Regions from separate parts of the Pan troglodytes genome. Here region 1 is linked to region 2. Evidence: chromatin contacts called from public HiChIP or PLAC-seq data. All regions are on one chromosome and are shown on one strand. The core of a region is the stretch at or near the end of the contact, and the rest is flanking DNA. Distances in the headings are between cores, read along the strand shown. Region 1 holds the start of PIGY (phosphatidylinositol glycan anchor biosynthesis class Y). Region 2 holds the start of PPM1K (protein phosphatase, Mg2+/Mn2+ dependent 1K).

Region 1 (2,700 bases), core at 199-2,698, 240 kb after region 2:
CCCAAACCATCCCTGTTAATTTACTACTGGAATAAACACTAGAGAAAAATCAACTTCTTCGTTTTAGAATAAATGCTAAGTAGAGAAACTTAACTAATCCATTAGAAGGAAATCACTGGAAAAGGTGAGAGGGCAGAAATGAAGAAACTTTCGAAAGCACTAAGTCTGCAGTGAGCTAGTTATAAACGTAAATCAAATGATAATTTCAAGGTTCGAGAAAATTGAATAATATGTTTATTACGGGAAAAAGAAATACGAAAAATTGCTAGCAATCTACCATTCAAAGATAACCACTGATAACATTTTGGTGTTTATGCGATTTGTAATACTAGCGTTAGTGTTGTCAATATTCAATTTTGGTAGCTTGGAAACTGTAGAGCTGTCTTCCCAAAAACTAGTTAAAGAGGCTTCTACGAAACCTGCTAGGCCACAACTAAGAGCCACTGGGCAGCAAACACAGCTGAATTGCTTAAGATTGTCAGGCACCAGTTGTACAAGACACTTTCACAAGAATCTGGAGGGTACAACAATACTTTTCATTATCTTGGCTTAAAAACCGGAAGGCTTTGGACTTGTCCTGAATCGCAGTGGTTCATAAACCTGGTGGTACGTTAGAAATCATTTAGGGACCGTTTAAGAACACAAATAAGCTGGGCGTGGGGGCGGCGCCTGTCTCTCGACTCCTGAGGAAGCTGAGGCGGGAGTTCTAGGCCAGTCTGGGCAACGTAGGGGGCACCCGGTCTCTTAAAAGGAAAAAAAAAAAAAGAAAGAAAGAAAATACAAATGTTCAGGTCCCATTCCGCGAGCATTCCAAGTCTGCCCGTCTTGGGGGCTGTCGGGGAATCGGCATTTTTAAAACGGTCCCCGGGTGATTGCAATGCGCAGCCGGTGGCGAACCCTAAAACGCTTCGAGCCATTCCCGCAGGCTGGCGATGTGTTCTGGGAGAGGTGGGACGCAGCTCCCCTGGCCTCCGGTCTCCCCCGTCCTGCCCGCTGTGCGCCCGGCGAGGACAGAGTCCAGAATATGGCAGCGGAGAGTACCTGACCGACCTACAAGGCCCCAGTGGCTGCAAGAGGCCGCGGTCCACCGCTCCCTTTCCGTCCACCGGGAGGCTGCAAAGGAAGGGCCAAGGCCAGCGAGTTACCTGAGCGGCTTCTTGGAGAGCGGGCACACCAGGAACTCCAGCAGCGCCGGATCGAAGGCGCGGGACGGCTCCTCAGTCTTTTTGCCCCGGTCGGCCAAAGGCCGCGACCCCGACGCGTGCAGGCACCTACGGGCGACCGCGGACGGCGGCGCGCGCGTCCCCCGCAGCGCTGAGGCGAGCCTGCAGCGTGCTCCACTCAGCATGGTCTGGCAGCCGGAGACCAGGCCTCACCGCAGCCTCGCCACCCGTGGCCGAGCTCCCGGCTTCCCGTTCGTCCAGGCCAGCCGGGCAGGCCCCGCCCCCTGGTGCTCCAGGAAACGCTGCCGAGGAGTAGGCGGGGCGGGCGCTTTGGTTCAGAGGGTGCTTCTGCTCCGACTGCTTTTCCCACGGGCGTCATCTATAGTTCGGAGGACAGCCCCAGGGCAGGGGCCTCTGGTGAGTGCCCCGCCGCCTTACCAGACTACAAACTAAACCAGTGTTTAAGTCAAGGTGTCTGGGTTTTCACCGGGGCCTGTCGCAAGGATGCTAGGAAGCCAGTGGCCAGGCCTCAGAGTTGTAGGGAGTTAGGCTTGGACCTACGTGGTTACCTCCAAGTGAAGTTTCAAACACACTGTTATGTATTGTATTGAATGTATTGTCATGGATGTATTGAAAGCGCTCATTTGTTTCATGTACATCTTTACTATACCATTAGTTTCTGTAACCTTGTTTGGCTTTTTTCTCTCTCATTAAAAAAAGTGAGAACCTGGAAGGAATGGCCTAGGCCTCTGACCCTCCAAAATATATAAATTCTTCCTGCCTGAGACCCAGTCACTGTGAAGTATTTGCGTAATAAAGCACAGCTAATTTACTTCTATAAATGAGCTTGGAGGCCTCAAGGGGCCTAAATAACTGTGTAACAGGCAGATGTGATCTGCCTGTTAAAGATCCATTCAATGAGTGGGTGATCCATTCAGTGAATTTGTATCCCAGGTTTGCTTCCCACTCTCCAAGAAAGTGACCATGTTAGATCTCTTTCTTACAGTGTAGTAGATGGGAACTTGGGCTCTGGGGCCTGACAGCTTGGTTCCCTGTCCACAATCAGTAGCTGGATGACTTTGGCAAATGACTTAACTGCTCATTTTCCTTATCTGTATAAGACTAATAATTGTACCTACCTTGTAGGTAGGGCATAAATGTGATTGTGCATTCGAAGAACATTTAGAAAAGTGCCTGGCACAAATTAATGCTCCATTAATGTTGTCTATTTTTATTTTTATTTCATCTAGTTTTTCCATGTCCGAAGACTCAAAGATTCTCATTAGTCATCCATTTTTTCCCTCCGTTCTGCTGAATATCAACCTGAACTTTTTTTTGCATCACTGGGCATTATCATTTCACACTTTGAGTTCCTGGAGCTGGAAGTACAGAATCCAAAAATATGTTTATATTTTCAAATTTCTCTTCCACTCCAATGTAAAAATAAACTGACAAATGTTTATATGTTCATCCTAATTTTTTGTTTGTTTTTTGGGCCATCCTGTTTTTTTTTAAAAAAAAACAGTTTATTTTTTGA
Region 2 (2,700 bases), core at 116-2,615:
AAACCGAAGGACAGCCTCATTCCTCCGCCCTGACGGAAAGAACCGATGAGGCCTTGCTGCACGTTAACAGTGGGAGGCTCAGAAAAGCCCGTGGAGCTTTTGAGACTGCAAATTCCCTGGCTATTTCCACCTGGAGCCTCTGTCACATCCGGTGAATTCTCTCATGTACAGAAAGCGGCTGCTGAAAAAGACATCACCAGCTACAATGCCTTGAGTACTACAGCGCTCCCTGCGCAAAGTAAAACCCAAGTCTTCGGATCAAAACCAGCCGGGGCTGTGCATCCTTCTCGATGCCGGACCTCCTGAAATGCTCACCTGGGTACAGCTCAGGATCCTGGCCTCGGCTCGCTGGCCCTGACAGGCGGGTGGCCAGGGTGACACACGGTGGGAAGAACACACGCCCGCCTGCCTGCGAAGCCTCGCAAATAGCTGGGCTCCCTCGGCACCTTCTGCCGCCAGGCCTCCGCCTCCCAACCTCCCTCTGGGCGTACCGAGCCCGTTGTCGCCACGTTTCCCTCGCCCGGGAGGCAACGCGGCACCCACCCCGCAGCATCCTCGCTTCCGGGGCCTCGGGCAAGGGTCTCCAGTCCACCCACCCTGCCCGCCTCGCGCCGCGCCGGCCCTCCAGCCTGCGGCCACATTCAAGGCCGAGCGCAGTCTGGGCTGGAAACCCGCCGCCCGGGGCGCAGGCAGCCCAGCTGGGCCCCGCCCCACCCCGACGAGCTGCTCACGACCTCCAAAGGGAAGAAAGCGGCGCTCTGAGAACTCCGAGAGGCCGCCGGCCAAGCGCCGACTCGGGGGGCGGGGGAACGGAAACCGACGTCTCCCCTTCGCCCTCCCGGGAAACCCTTCTCCGTTTACTCTCCATTCCGCGACCGCCAATAAAGAACAGCATACATGGTTAGCAGAAATAAATGAATTGCACTCTCTAGGCTCTTACCTCTGGATGGCTACGTCCCTGAAAAATGTTTTCATTAGCTAACGGAGGACGGGGGAGGAGCTTTCTTGGTCGGTAAATAAGAGTGCCTTCTCCGTCGTCTCGGATCTCCGAAGCAAGCAGTCAAAGCGGCCACTGCCTTGCCTGCTGGAAATTCTCGAAAATTTTTCTCCCGCAGTTGACCAGATGGAGAGGGAGAAGTCTGTTCCCGCTGACTGACAGCAGATCCGGCCAGTCGGCACTCGGCGAGACGGCTGGCCGGCCGCCCGGGCCCTCGATCGCAGCCAGTCACAGATGCCGATGGGAACGAGCCTCCCCGCGGCTGCTATTTGACTTCGCAGGCTTCCAGCTGCGCGGCGGAGCGACGTCACCCTGTGCCAGTGGTGGCTCGCGGCGGCGCCCCGCCCTCCCGAGGTTAGCGCCCCAGCCAAAGAGGGGGCGCGCTTGCGCGGTGGGTGGGGCCGCGAGACTTGGTACCTAGCCAGCGGGCGGAGCGCGGAGGGGGTTTCGCTTCGGGCTAAGGGACTGTGGTTGTGACAGCCAGGAAACCGAGAACGGAATGCCAATACTGCTTAGGCTTAGAATTTGAAAGGCATCTGATTTCACTGCCATGTCTTTGAAAAGCAGTGCACAGTGCAGTCTTCTTCGTGGCTGAACAGGTATCTTGTGATCTTTCGGGAATGTCTATTCATTCATTAAACAAGTATTTCTGTGTTTATTGAAGGACGTCTTGTATGCTATACATTTGCTAGGCACTGGGGATACGCCCCTAACACAGCTAGACACGATAGCTGCCCTCATAGAATTTTCAGTCTAACAAAGAAGAGGGAGAAAACCAACAAGTAAGCAAGCACATACAATAGTAATTAATCATGTCAAGGAAAGAAATAGACATGGTGTGGACACTGGAGGATAACTTCAGATACGATTGTTATATGAGAACCTTATAAGATGGCATTTAAACCATCAGTCATTCAGCCATGGAACCAATAAAATGATGAATTATTTTGGGCAGAGGGGACAGCAGACAAAGGTCTCTCGGTGGGACAGCCTGGCGTTTTGGAAGAACAGAAAGAAAGCCAAAGTGTCTCCAGCATATTGAGGGAGGGAAAGAACAGCATGATGTGAGAGAGATGAGGCAGACAGGGGCTTGGAGTTGGCATTACATTTTAAATTTAATGGGCTTCTATTGAGGCATTCGAAAAAAAGAAGTGAAAGGGTCTGGGTTTAGACTTTACATCACTTTGGTTAGTGTGCAAAGAACAGTTAAAATAAGCTATTGGGAAACTGATTAGGAGATGATGACAGATGAAATTTAAGGTGGAAGATGACTTTGATTAAACTATGACAATATCACTGAAGGGAGAGAAGAGCAGAGAGATTAGAGATTTTAAAGATAAATAATTAACTTGATTTGGCATTTTAGTTATTCTAGGCCAGGGACAACTGTTTTGAATCCAGTGCATTTAATAACCAGGTTAGAGAGTGACTCTCATATTGACGGCTCACAAATTATAGTAATAACCTTGAGTAATATTATGTTGAGTTGATGTCTTTTCATAGACTTCCTGGATTTTTTTTTTTCTTTTTTCTTTCTTTTTTTTTCTTTTTTCTTTTTTCTTTTTTTTTTTTTTTTGAGACAGGGTTTTACTCCTGCCCAGGCTGGAGTGCAGTGGCGCTATCTGAGCTCACTGAAACCTCTGCTTCCCAGGCTCAAGTGATCCTCCCACTTCAGCCTCCCAAGTAGCTGGGACTACAGGCAC

The links. HiChIP or PLAC-seq counts read pairs in DNA pulled down with a chosen protein or histone mark.
Region 1: an H3K4me3 HiChIP or PLAC-seq map of stem cell-derived excitatory neurons shows a contact between it and region 2, with 2.9 times the contacts expected there. The contact joins the promoter of PIGY here to the promoter of PPM1K in region 2. A contact is called at or near these places in 1 of 7 Hi-C or Micro-C datasets (stem cell-derived neural progenitor cells) and 1 of 1 datasets of contacts at active chromatin or transcription factors (stem cell-derived excitatory neurons).

What each region holds. Positions count from the first base shown.
Region 1 is chr3:89,893,826-89,896,525 of NHGRI_mPanTro3-v2.0_pri, forward strand. It overlaps PIGY (phosphatidylinositol glycan anchor biosynthesis class Y), which reads right to left and starts at 1,449. Exons shown (of 2, transcript NM_001270955.3): 1 at 1,146-1,449. PYURF (PIGY upstream open reading frame) reads right to left here and starts at 1,449. Exons shown (of 2, transcript NM_001270957.3): 1 at 1,146-1,449. The coding sequence starts at 1,348.
Region 2 is chr3:89,654,463-89,657,162 of NHGRI_mPanTro3-v2.0_pri, forward strand. PPM1K (protein phosphatase, Mg2+/Mn2+ dependent 1K) reads right to left here and starts at 1,366. Exons shown (of 7, transcript XM_063809667.1): 1 at 941-1,366. It overlaps LOC134809893 (a long non-coding RNA gene), which reads left to right and starts at 1,314. Exons shown (of 4, transcript XR_010156627.1): 1 at 1,314-1,596.